Linked DNA regions of Sus scrofa: all the other regions are linked to region 3. A link is a contact called in public targeted proximity ligation data. All regions are on one chromosome and are shown on one strand. The core of a region is the stretch at or near the end of the contact, and the rest is flanking DNA. Distances in the headings are between cores, read along the strand shown.

Region 1 (3,668 bases), core at 220-2,719, 130 kb after region 3:
CTGGTACCAAACATGGAAATAAAAAGACCCTGAGCTGATTATGACATTCAAGTAATAAATCACTTTGATCAGAAAAAGATTCAAGAAATGCAGCTAAAAGTCTGTCTCCCCAGCCACATGGCTTTGATCTCTGGAAAAGTGGCTATTCCTGCAGACAGCAATTCATGGGTCTTGATTAGCCTATTCAAACTGGTGACTGTGATTTCACCATGGATACAGCACAATAAAATCAGTAAGTGTTGGCTGGGCTTTAAATAGCTGTCTTTTCAGAGAAAACCTAGTTGCACAAGGGAAAGGTGGCTGTGCCAGCCTAGAGACAACTGTTTACATTGTACTAACCCTCCAGTCTAGGGGGAAATCTTGTTCAAGGCATCAGGAAGAAACAAGTGATTCTAGCTTTAACTAAGATCCCTTTAGTTGGCAGCAGCAAATCAGCACAAATGAGGACAAGCATCCCAGATTGAGAGGTTTCCTCTTTCTGCCCCTGAAATGCCACCAACCAGGCTATGAGCACCTATCTCCTAAACTGGGGCCTCTGGCTTCCAGGGTGGTTGGCTTGATTTGATAGAAGTTCAAACCCCTAAACCCACTTCTTCATTTAAATTGCTGATACTTGTCTTATATTTCTAGGCAGGCAGCTGAAATTTCCCCATGATTCTCTTTTGCACCTTTTGGCCAATAAATGTAAACACAGCACCAGTCAAGTGTTGAGTCCACAGAATTTGCAGTGGGGCCAGCAGAGACAGGTTTGATGGGGAACACGTGTGGACACAGGCCCCAGTCTTCTTGGGACAGTCCTGCTTTATGCCTATCATTTTGGAGTCCCACCTTGCCTGCATTTACACCTTCAGCGTTTCTGGCTTGGATGATGCATTATGGAGCCACCCTGAGGAGAACCATTTCCCCAGCCCCAGGTATTATTGGAAATAATTGATGTGCATAGGCCCTTTTGTTTGGATGAAGAATGAGGTTTTGCTTAGGCAGGTGGACTTGAGGGAGGCCGAGAAAAGGGGCTTACTCTTGGCTCTGCTCTCTCCACAGGAATCACAGACTAAGTCACAGGCTGAAGGAGCCCCACTGATGAGGGTCTTATGAGATTTGGGGAGGGCAGTCTTCACATTTTTCTGGTGACACGGCATCTGTGGTGCTGCAGCAGAGTGGCTGAGAAGCAAGCTCCCTTCCTCCTAGAGCTTGGCCAGAGAATGTACCCACTTGTTCCTGGAATAGTCAGGACTTCCAGCAGTCACCAGAGCGCCTTCACCAGAAGGTAAGATGCCTGAGATTGTGTTTAACTTACTGGATAAGCTTTAAACTTGTGCTCAAGGATTGGTTTCGAGATCCAGATCAGCATCCTTCTTCTGGAGACTTCTTGGGCCAAAAAATAAGGGATGCTTGTCCTCAGCTGCCATGTTGGGTCTGGATGGCCTCCAGGGGAGTCATTTTCCCTATTTAACCACACACTCCCTGCACAGATGGTATTTGTGCTCAGGAGATGACTCACTCCTTGTCAGCATACCTTTCTATATTAAATATCAGTTCAAACTCACTGGGTTTCTGAGTAAGTTAGGTGGCACTAGAAGAACTCTTCTTTTCTGGGAGCTGTGTAGATTTGGAATTCACTCACAAGATCCACTCTCTACAGAGTATGAGAGACTTTTTGAGACTTCTCTATTTAAGATCTGGGTTTAAAGTCCAACTCTCTAACTTAATCAGCCACATTGTCTTGAGATTTTTATTATCTCTGTGCCTGAATTTAATCACTTATAAATGAGAACAATGCTATCAACCTCATAGAGCTGCTGGGAAGATGAAGTGAAGTCATGGCACAGAGAAAATTTGAAGCAAATATTTTTTGAATGAATAAATGACCAAAGTAATAATAGAAATGTGAAAAATTTTCAACCCGGCCATTGTATGTTCTAAGTTCTTGCCATCTTACAGTTAAGTGAAGGAATTGGGATGCAAACCGGTGTCTCATGGGCACCCAAGATAATGCTCATAACTTTTACCTGCACTGCCTCTTTTATACTTTTGTCACCAGAGACTCCTTGGGAAAGAACAAGCAGCTTCTTTAACTGTGGATCCCTTTAACTCTAGTGTAATGAGTTTCCTATGTTTTTATACCTTACTGAGTTTAATAGGAAAAATACTCCTATGCCATGTGTTGATATGAACAAAGATTTTGGTGTCTGCACTAAGTAATCAATACCAAATATTGGGATCAAGTCCCCAGCATCTGCTACCTGTTACTCTGAGCAGAGAATGTGTTAAGCTTATGCCGCAGAAATAATTTCATTGACGTGGAGACAGAAACCAGTTTTTTGCTACTTGCTTTGTGGCTGGTGAAAAACAAAGTACATAATGACTTGACTCTACACCTGTGGCAAATAGTGGTCCTCCCTCTCCAGTTGCTGGAAAGGGCTTCCCTTTTCTTGGGCACAGTGTTTCCCTGGCTTCTGATAGCCTCAGTGACTTTGAATTCATCTTCTGTCACTATGAAAGTGTGCACAAGCATTTGCTCAGAACTGTGTTAGATTCTGTGTGGTTGCTTCCAGAGGTAGTAATCCTGGCCTTTGCTGAAAAAATCAAGATAGGAACTATTATCTATTACGAGGTTGCTACATTCTTAGGGCTATAGTAGTTGCTTCATATATTGTTACAGTTAGGGTAGGCTAGTTTATGCTTTGTTAACAAACAACCCCCAAATCTCAATAGCAAACAATACCTTTACTTCTCAATCTTATGAATGTCCCATGCAGGTTGGCCGGGGATCTCTGCTCCATATTTCTTCATACTTCAACCTGGAATAAAAGAGCTTCCACCTGCTCCATCTATGGCATTCCTGGTTGCCATGCAAGAAGGGAGCACAGCAGTGTCTTACACTGGCTAGTAAACGCTTCTGCATAGAACAACACAGAGTACTTCTGCTCTTAATTCATTGGCCAAAGCAAGTCCCATGGAAAAATCCAACTTCAAGGGACTAGGGAAATGCAGTCTTCCATGTGCCACAAAGGAGGGAGTAAGCATTGTTAGTCAGGTGCTCAAATGACCACCGCACTTTCAAGATCTATCTTAAACCTCAGGACAGCTCAGTGAGGAGGGTCTATTATCTTTCCCATGTTCTAGATGGAGATACTAAGAAAGGTTAAGTAACTTTCCCAAGGTCACACAGCTAATGAATAGAAGGACAAGATTTGAACAGAAACTTGGGGCAAAGGAGGATCTTCTACAGGACCCCCGGGCATGTGGGGCAGGGTCCTTATGGATTCATTCCTTTCAGCCACTCTTGAGCTTCCCTGCCTTTGGTTCTCTTTCTGTATTATCTTAGTTCTAAGTCACAGCTGAAATATACAATTCCTAGACATCTTTAAACCATCTGAACTTGAACGACACACTCAGGCTTCACAATACCTTGTACAAGTCAGTTGTGGTGAGACAAGCTGGGGAATGGAGTCCAAGATCAGTGGATCCCTGTGCTGGAAGGAACCTTAGAATGTCCTCTCCAGCTACTTCATTTTATAGGTGAGAAGGTCTTGCCTCTTATGCAAAAACCCATGACCTGGCTTGTAATTCCAGTGTGTGGATTGGTGGACTTAGTATAGATATTTCTATGCATGATCTTGTATTTTGAAAAAGAAGAAGCATGGAGTGTAGCCCTGGTGGTCTGG
Region 2 (3,181 bases), core at 253-2,752, 170 kb before region 3:
GTTTTCTCCATTTATATGCATTTATCCAGGTCAAAATGTGGTTAGAGTGATGACATACAAAGGAAATTCAGGACTCTTGACCCAGCGCCAGAGGCCTGAATAAACATTCCAATGTCTGAAATTTTGGTGTTGGGGAAGGTCTCTGGACCTGTCCCCTCAAAATGTCAGGAGCTTACTGTGTTTCCAAAGAAGGATGGTGCCTAGAAAATGTATCCTTTGGTGATTTAAAAAAAATATGTAGGGGTCATTACATGGATATTTGAAATATCTGGTTCTTTTAAAATCAGGCAGATGATGTTAAAGGTTGTTGGTGCTGATGAAGAAGAGAGTGGTTAATTAGAAGGATCTCAGTAACCTCCTTTACAGAGGCAAACTAAATCCAAAACACAGTGTATGGGCAAGTACTATTAAAAAGCACAGCAACACAAAACTCACAGGGCTCCACAAGAATACAACCCAAACCAAACTTCAGCCCTCCTGGTTTACATAATTCCAGAAAAGATCCAATAAGGAGGCTAATAGGCAGCATAGGATGGCCATGGCCAAGCAGAACTGACAGGGAAATCTCCATGAGTCCTCACATTTTTGGTTTCCCATTAGATTTCATCTCTTTTCTCAAGCAGTAGGATCTGGCAAGAGGCATACCAAAGATTCTATGATTCAACTTTCAGAAGAGCTAGGGGAAGAAGTAAGGTCATGCCACTCTGCTAAGAATCCTCTGTGCTTTAGACCACAGTGTGAGAATTCGGAGGCATGAGGGCAAAAGGAGGTTGCAGCAGGAATCTTGACCTGAAATCAGTTTGGGGAAGTTTTGCATGAAGGTATTTACTTTGGGAAGATAATATTAGCTTACTTATTTCCTATGGAAACTGGAAAATAAATACTCACTTTAAAATAAACGCATGTTCATGTTTAAATTTCTATTGTACCCCTTCTTACTAGTGAATAAGAAAGGTGTATGTGTGTGTGTATGTGTGTGCGCTTCCTTGTGGCTACATTTAAAGATTGGCTTCAACTTATTTTATGGTGGCTGCCAAGCAGACATGGATGGATGGATTTTGATCAGGATAAAGGCAGTTTGCCCATTATCTGCCATTGTGGGACTTATGCCTACCAGTGGGTAGGCCTCCCTGAATTTCAGCTTGTCTGTCAACAGGCTGATGCAGCAGACTGATGTGTTTTGAGGTGGAATTATTTTTCAAAGTCTGTTTGGGCCAGTTTCTGGTCTAGTGCCAGGTCTTACATAATAACTTTACCGAGACAGAAACAACAGGCCCGTTTTTCCGAAGGGCCCTTCAGCTTAGGGCAGTCCTACTTGCCCATTTACTTTTGGTAAAATTCTTTTTCCAATAGACTCTGAGGGAGTCCAGGGTGCAGAAAAGAGGAATGTGTTGTGCTTGTGGATTTAGCAGTTTATCTGTCACCACTCCTGTAAAAGAGCCAGGCTGTCTCACTGGTGATTAATTCAATGCCACTCTTCTCAGGTAACATGGTGTCACTTACTGCATGTGTTTTGCCGGTCTCTGAAGTAAAAGGTGTGCTGATTTCTACATTGGAACAGTAAGTCTGAAGGGAGGGGAATAGCTCTAGGTTTATTAATAACAATGATGACACCATACTTCCTCCTTCCATTGATTTTGAGCACTGTGCCAAGGGTGATACTGCTGGGGTTGTTGTACTTAGGCTGCATATCAAATCATGACACAGTTTCTGCAGGTCAGAAATTTGGGAAGGGCTATAATGGGCAGTTCTGGCATGGGATTTCTCCAGGGGTGATAGTTAAGCAGTGGCTGGAGCTGGAACAGCAGGTATCTATAGGAGTGAGGGTCTAGCTGGGCATCTTTCTCTCCCCAAGTCTCAGATCTTCTCCAAATAGTCTCTCTACTTGGGATAACTGCATTTCATCACAGCATGGTGGCCTCAGGGGGTTGGTTACCATGGTAGCTCAAGGCTCTAATGCTAGTGCTCCAATGAGTTAGGGAGAAGTTACATTACTCTTTCTAACTTAGCTTTGGAAGGCATGCAGTGTCATGTCTGCTGCATTTCTGTTGGTTCTAAGCAAATCTAAATGTACTTAGAAATAATGAGAGGGAACACAGATCCTACTATTTGATGGGAGGAATATCAAGGCCATACTGTGGTCTAGCTTGTGGGGTGGTTCAGTGTTTGGAAAATACAGCTTGTCATAGGTATAGCCCTGCTCAAGACAAAAAGATCACAACAAGACTCCAAATGGAAATCGGCCTTTTAGAACACTGTATGATCTCAAAATCTTACATACCAGTGTGAATAACAGAATATACATTGGTCATTCTGTGAAACCTGATTTATTTTTCTGTATACAAAAGAAGTTTTATTGAAGTATAATTTATGTTTAATAAAATGCATACATTTAAAGTGTACATTTCAATAATTTTTGATAAATATGTGCAACTGTGACAACTACTCTAGTCAAGACACAGAATATTTCTATTAACCCCAAATTCTCTGATCCTTTGTTGTAAATTCTTGTCATTCTTGGCCCCTGACAACCACTGATCTGCTTTATGTTACTATTGATAGTTTTGCCTGCTCTAGATTTTTAAGGACTCTTATGGCATATATGCTTTTGTGGCATATTTTTGAGATTCATCCATTTTGCTGTATGTGTCAACATATACATTGTTGTTGAGTAGAATTCTGCTGTATGTATATACTACAATTTGTTTATCCATTTTCAAGTTTGTAGACATTTGGGTTGTTAATAATTTTTGACTATTATGAATAAAGTTGCTATAACTACTCATGTACAAATTTTTGTGGAGACCTACATTTTTTTTTCTCTTGGATAAATACCTAGGAGTGGGATTGCTGGGTCATATGGGAAGTTTGAATACTTTATAAAATTTTATGAAGTCTATATGAACTTTATAACTGTTATTCAGTTTTCCAAAATTGTTATTCCATTTTGCATTCCCAACAATAATGTATGAAATAATAAGTAAAAATAATGTAGCCTTAAATTCTCAGTAAACTTGATGGTTTCAGTCATTATTTTTAGATAATTCAATGGTATGTAGAGGTTTCAATATGCATTTCTTGTTGATGAAAGATCTTGAGCATCATTTCATGCATTTGTATACCTTCTTTTGTGAAGAGTCTATTCAAATCTTCTGTTTAATTTATACGTTTATGTTTTATG
Region 3 (3,247 bases), core at 78-2,577:
GAACCATGAGGTGGCGGGTTCAATCCCTGGCCTCACTCAGTGGGTTAAGGATCTGGCTGTTGCTGTGTGCTGGGTGTAGGTTGCAGACATGGCTTGGATCTGGCGTTGCTGTGGCTGTAGTGTGGGCCGGCAGCTGTAGCTCCGATGAGACCCCAGCCTGGGAAGCTCCATGTGCCATGAGTGTGGACCAAGAAGCAGAAGGAAAAAAAAAAAAATAGGATGCCACTATACTGAGATGAACTCTGCCAGCAACCTGAGGGAACCTGGAAGTGGATCTTCCTGATCACTTGGAACCAGAAGTGTCCAAGGGGAAGTTGAGGACTTAGCTCCAACCCCTAGTTTACAGCCTATTGAGATTATGCATCTAAGCTCTGCTGGAACTCCTGACCTGCAAACACTGTCAGACAATGGGTGGGGGAAGCCACTGCCTGTAGAAAATTAACGTACCTTCCCTGCGCATGCTACATTACACAATTAGAAATGATGCGCTACATGGAGGCTTGAGGGCTCTCATCTGAAATATGAGACACTCTTCACCTCTTGAAAATAATCCTCCAACTCTTCAGTCACATCAGCCAACATGGAGAAGCTAAAACCTTCCTCACTGTGGGAGTTCCTAAAATGGCTCTGCTGTGACCTCTCCCATTGGGCTCTCCTCCCCCTGGCCACAGAGCAAATAAATACGTAATTACTCTGAGGCTTGGGTTAGATGGTGGCTTGAGAGCCACATTTGCTTTGTAGCAGCTGGCTGTGTGCATGTGCCCCATGCCCCATCTATCTTTCCTTTCAACAAGAGTTTTAAATTCATTTGCCTGTGGCAGGTGTCGATAACTGTACTCTAGTACTCACTGGCAAGGTAACAGCTGGCTCTCTTTGGGAAGGAGCAGGCACCCAGGCCTGAGAAGGCAGAGGAAAAGTGGAGAGACCACTGTACCCTAATTTTGGGAGTGGAGAGGAGGCTAGTGCTGCATGAGGGTTTGCACCCAGAACAGACTAACCTGGAAGCTGTCAGATAAGACCACACACTCCCCAGAGGAGCCTGGAGAGTCTGCCTTCCCAACACAGATTAGGAGGGCACAGAGATACCATGTTATCAAGAGACGCTTGATACCAAGCAAGTAGATGGGGAACCCTAGCACAGTAAGGCATGCCTGTGAGCCTGACATTCTCATAGCGTTAATTCTAATTTGGGTCTTAATAGTAACAAAAGTGGAAGTCTTGGGTCTTCCTGCTAAAACATCAGAATGTCTTTACCCTCTAAGTGTACAACAGCCCAGGGCTCTTGCACCCAGGGTGGCTGACATCACCTCCCTGCCCTTCTGGGCATAGCGTGATGACTGCCTGCAGGAACAGCTGAGACGCTGGGCCTGCAGAAGGTGGGGGTGGGGGGCACCCTAAGGAACAGCTGCCCACTAGAGCCATGTCCTCAGCATACATGGCCAGGAGGGCAGCTGCCATGGAACAATCCAGTGTGTCCACCATAACTCCAGGGCATGCAAGGGCGGTGTGTGGTCAGCTGGTGGAGCCAGGGTTATGCAAGGCCAGAACCAAGGCATGGCATTCATTTCAAACCCCTTAGAGAAGTAAAAATACCATGAAGATGTAGTCAAGAGTGCTTCTCTGCTTCTCTGACTAGATCACTCACATTCACCCTTTACTTGTACAGTGACTGGGGATGTTGGGGAGCAAAAGTAAGGAGAGAAGGTAGAGGATATGTTTGCTATACTTGGAAGGCCCAGGGGAGGAATGCCCAGTCCTCAGTCCCTGCCTGGCCACATCCATGGCCATGGGCACTGCAGGCCCCTCACCAGAGATTTGCTCGGCCTGGTAGAAGTTGAGTTTTATGTCAGCGGAGTGGACACAAAGGTGGGAGAGAAGCAACAACAACAACAACAAAAAAAATAGAGAAAAAACTAAGAAAACGGTTGGTGAGTAGAGGTTAGATAAGCTTCAGGCAGTGAGATTCTCAGGAGTAGGAGAATGGGAATACCTTAAAAGGCGTTTTTCTTTCTTTCTACAAATATTTACATAGTATTTGCTGCATGACAGGATGGAGGCTTCTAGGACTTTGGAAACAATAATTTGAATTTCTACTATGCCAGGGGTAAGAGCTCCCCTAGTACATTGGAAGTTTAAGGGAAAAAAAAGGGAACTTGCTGAAGAAATAACAATTTTATAACTTTAGACGAGCTGATGTTTGTGATATGATGCTGGGGAAATATCTGAGAGCTCTGACTCTATCCCTCTATCTTATCTGTTATTTTCCCTCTTCCAGCTCAGGGACAGCCATGCTTGATCCCAGAAGAGATAATCCAGTATCAATGACTTTACCCTGACGCTTTCCTCTCCTCCTTTCTGAATATTCTGGGCTCCCTGGCTTATCAGTCAGTGGACAGCCACACCCCTTTCCTTTCCCAGGCTGACTGCTGGCAACATCATCTCAGCTGTTGTTAATGCAGGAGCCTAAGAGGCAGTTTCTTCATTGGGAACAAAGTGGGGAGGGCATGCGTCCTCAGAGGGTATGTATGTGTCTACTGGGAACCACCAACACTTCATATGACAGGAAATGTTTATTGAGAGTGTCTCTATGTGCTGAGCACTGTTCTAACCTTTGATGTGCACTAGCTCATTCACAAGAACCCATGTTAATGTCCCCATTTTAGCCATGAGGCCCCGAGGCACAGGCTTTGCCAAAGCTACATGGCTACCAGCACTAAGCCAAGTGACTGATCTTGGGCTCCAGACACTGAGGTCTTTACATTTAAGGAGCACACTTTCTGGGAACTCAGTCAGCTCCCAAAGACAAAGGGGGTGCTTTCCAAGCCTGTTTAAAGTATAATTGATAATATGTTGTGCTGTTAAGGGTAGGGAAGCATATACAGGTCCAACCTCAGTGGAGGGTGAAATTTATCAAAACAACAAATCACAGAGTTCCCATTATGGTGCAGGGGATTAAGAACAGAATTACAGCAGCTTGGGTTGCTGCAGAGGCATGGGTTCAATTCTTGTCCCTGCAGCTTGGATTCAGTCTCTAGCCTGGGAACTTCTATAAAACTTTAGAGGACTGGTTATACAAATTAAGGTGTATACATAGAAATGAATATTACACAGGTCTACAAAAGGATGAAGCAACTCTATATGCTGATATAGAAAGAGTTTCAAAGATATGTCAAAGGAAAAAAAAGGCAGGTGCAAAAGTGTGTAGATAACATCTGTACTGGCTTGTCTGTTGATAAGCTATCTCTGG
Region 4 (3,245 bases), core at 404-2,903, 170 kb after region 3:
GGAAAGTTCCCTTCGACCCAAATCGCTCCAGTCCTGAGCTGATTGCTTCTGCATGGAGAGACCTCCTGCCTCCATCCATGTGCGGCAAGGCCATTGGGTCTATCCCGGGCACTGCTGCAGCACCTCCTGGCCGGAACGACTTCCCACCAGACCACCTGCCTCCATCCTTGTGCGACAGAGCCTGCTGCCTCTATCCTGGCGCTGATACCGAGCTTCTTGGCCTGCCTGAAATCCTTGTTTTGTGTAGGCAAGGACTGCGGGAGATAGCACAGGGCAGATGAACCTTACAGAAACCACCCAGATGGGCGGCTTACAGCTCATGGAGGGCAAGAGGCTGGGGGGAACTTAAACGTCGTATGTTATGCGTGTGTTCTCAAGTCTCAGCACAGAAACATCTTCAAAAGCTTCACTTTTCTGAAACCAGTCAGATTTAGAGGCATTTAAAGAGAGGCTCTTGCAGAGAGTCCTGCTCCTGCTTCATATTCTTTAGCTGTTTAGGAAGCTGTGCTGAGACCCTGAGATGAGACAAAGTAGTTTTTTCCAGAATGTTCCTGTTTCTCAGATTGTGACTCTTTTGACCAGCATATACTGGATAGGAAATCTCAGTTCAGTTGTATTTGCCGGTTGTTATGACAGACAAAAATCACTCGTGTGAGCACACCAGGCACAGACACTGTTCTGAACCACTCACCTATGTGAAGGCATTTTATCCTCACAGCAACCCTATGAAGAAGGTTTTCCTTTGAGGGATCTGATTTATGGAGATTACATAGCTTGCCCAGCTGGTAAGTCATGTATTTGTTTCCTAAGGCTCCTGTAACAAATTACCACAAACTGGGTGGCTTGAGATGACAGAAATTTATTCTCTCATAGTTCTGGGGTTCAGAAGTTCCACATCAAGATGCCAGCAGGACCACACTCCCTCCAAAGCCTCTTAGGAAGAATATTTCCAGCTTCAGGTAGCTGCAGGTGTTCCTTGGTCAGCATCACTCCAGCCTTTGCCTCCATCTTCACATGGCCTCCTCTTCTTCTGCATCTGTGTCTGCTCTTATAAGACACTTGTCGCTGGCTACAAGACCCACCCTGGTAATTCAGGATGAGCTCATCTCAGACATTCTCAGTGTATTTACATCTGCAAAGGCCCTTTTTCCAAATAAGGCTGCATTCACAGGTTCCCAGGGTGAGGAGGTGCTCATATCTGGGGGAAGGGCACCCTTTAACCCACTAAACAGCTGGAGTTCAGTCAGGTAGTGAAGCTTTAGAGCACAGCCTCCTAACCCTTATGCTACCCTCTTTCACACGCTGACTTTTCATAGGTGTCAAGAAGACACTGGCTAAGTTAACCTGGGCTTTTCAGAGATCATCACAGCACTGAAGAGTGCATTTTTTTGTCTTAAGTAGCCTGTCCACATTCTGGAGGGGCAGCCGGTAAAGTACACGCTATCCCCTCTGATGGAGGAGGAGGAAAAACAGGATATTGGGTTCCTTTTAAAAGAGGACTGAACGTAGCTCTGTAAATGTTAAAAGCTTATATATTTTCAAAAAAATTCAAACACAAGCATAAAACCTCATTGCCTCAAAACCACAGCTGACGAAACCACCATTGACAAAGAATTACTCCACAGGCAGTGAAAATCTGACAAAACACAGCGATAGTCCAAAATACGGTGTTAGGTCATTACCCAGACACCAGCAGAGTGGAGTCTTCTACCATAGTTCCTTTGTGCTGAGAGAAAACATATTTTGAAATGAAGCCTGCAGCTTAAGTGCAGAAAACTTAAAGCTGTAGACAATCAATATTGTCATTTAAAGGGTGAACTTTATTTCTTCTGAGGTAAAGTGATGAGCCCAGGCAAAGCACTCACTCTACCAGATATGATTTGAAACAGCTGAAAAATAAACTTCTGACAATAAGATTTTAGGACAGAAACACTGCCAGAGCTCTAAGTGCCTTTGAGAATCATAAAAAGAAAGTAAACAATGCCAAAGGCCAGACGAACAAAAGGAAAATTCTTACTTCGTTTGTTCTCGTCAAATACCGTAGAAAAATAATCTGTGCTTAGCCAGTTCTTCTGGAGTCCAAATTCCTGCCCTGTGCTCATCATTCTGTTTAAGCTCTGTGCTTTCAGGCTGTCATTAAATGCCTTACATTTGTGGATGGGGCCAAGATAGTTTTCAATCTGAAGCCATTGAGAGCCTCAAGGCAGATTCTGAAGGTCTTTACCACCTGAGCCTGGCCATCTGGGCTCTTCTTTCACAGCTGTGACATTGTCTTGGTGTCTGACCCCTATGGGAGAGCTGAGTCCATTAGCAGAATCCTTATGCCTTCGGCAACTTCAATTAGCCAAGAGCATGCCAGGAGGTCAAGGTGCTGGTGATAGAAAAAAAACAGATCATAAGAAAACCCTCTGGTTTAAGCTTTGTGAACAAGAGGCTTATTTTGTCAGACCCCCAGAGCTGCCTTATGAACAAGCCAGAAGCTAACTGGGCAGTGAAGGAATGGGGAATGGGTGAGTGACAAACTGGGTTGTTGCTTCTTAACAGAGACTTGACTATATTAACAAGCATGGTGTGGTTAACTGACTAGTCCCAGAATTTTACCAGCTACCCCGGAGCTTGCTGATGAACACTGTCCCAGGGACCTGTGTTAGGATGAGTTCCTTCTGATAGCTTACTCCTTTGGATGGAGTCCAAGAGGGCCACGCGCCCTGTGGAATTCCACACCGTAACCGGGCATGCTTCAGAGAGATTCCAGAGCAGTGATGATTTTACTTATTTAGGCTGAAGGTTATCTGCTCGTCCTCCTCCAGATCCCTTTAAGCCAAGGGAAGGGCACCTCGTTAGTGTCAGATGTCGAGGGTCTGGTTCCCTTTACCCAAATGAGCTTTTCATGTCATACATACTCCTGAAGATCTGAGAAGACTTTTCTTTTGGGATTTGGCTAGGAAAGAAGGCATCATAGGAAAGAAGGCATCATAACCTGACATGGCAGTGGGGGGCTCTGAAGCCTGGGGTTACTGCTCATCTTGGTGCTATTCATGGAGGCTCTCGGGGGAAATGTCCTAAAATCTCTTTATAGTTCTTGCAATTAATCTTAGAGTTCTGGTTGCCAGTTTTGGGTAGAAACATATGAACTAACAGCAGTTTGATAATTTTTATGTCAAGAAAAAGCTAATGCATTATCATGAGGATTGTAATGCAATGATGAGATAGTGTGGGTAGGGAGCAAATTTGGAGTATTTTCT

Evidence for each region.
Region 1: a targeted proximity ligation map of skeletal muscle shows a contact between it and region 3. A contact is called at or near these places in 3 of 47 Hi-C or Micro-C datasets (fetal heart ventricle, fibroblasts and skeletal muscle) and 2 of 2 datasets of targeted methods (alveolar macrophages and skeletal muscle).
Region 2: a targeted proximity ligation map of skeletal muscle shows a contact between it and region 3. A contact is called at or near these places in 1 of 47 Hi-C or Micro-C datasets (embryonic fibroblasts) and 1 of 2 datasets of targeted methods (skeletal muscle).
Region 4: a contact with region 3 is called in a targeted proximity ligation map of alveolar macrophages. A contact is called at or near these places in 2 of 2 datasets of targeted methods (alveolar macrophages and skeletal muscle).

The regions. Positions count from the first base shown.
Region 1 is chr3:102,421,407-102,425,074 of Sscrofa11.1, reverse strand. No RefSeq gene overlaps it. Among named protein-coding and RNA genes, the nearest start is that of CDC42EP3, 120 kb to the left of the region's middle.
Region 2 is chr3:102,727,227-102,730,407 of Sscrofa11.1, reverse strand. No RefSeq gene overlaps it. Among named protein-coding and RNA genes, the nearest start is that of QPCT, 94 kb to the left of the region's middle.
Region 3 is chr3:102,555,576-102,558,822 of Sscrofa11.1, reverse strand. The region is part of intron 1 of CDC42EP3 (cdc42 effector protein 3); the gene reads right to left. Among named protein-coding and RNA genes, the nearest start is that of CDC42EP3, 18 kb to the right of the region's middle.
Region 4 is chr3:102,384,154-102,387,398 of Sscrofa11.1, reverse strand. No RefSeq gene overlaps it. Among named protein-coding and RNA genes, the nearest start is that of RMDN2, 78 kb to the right of the region's middle.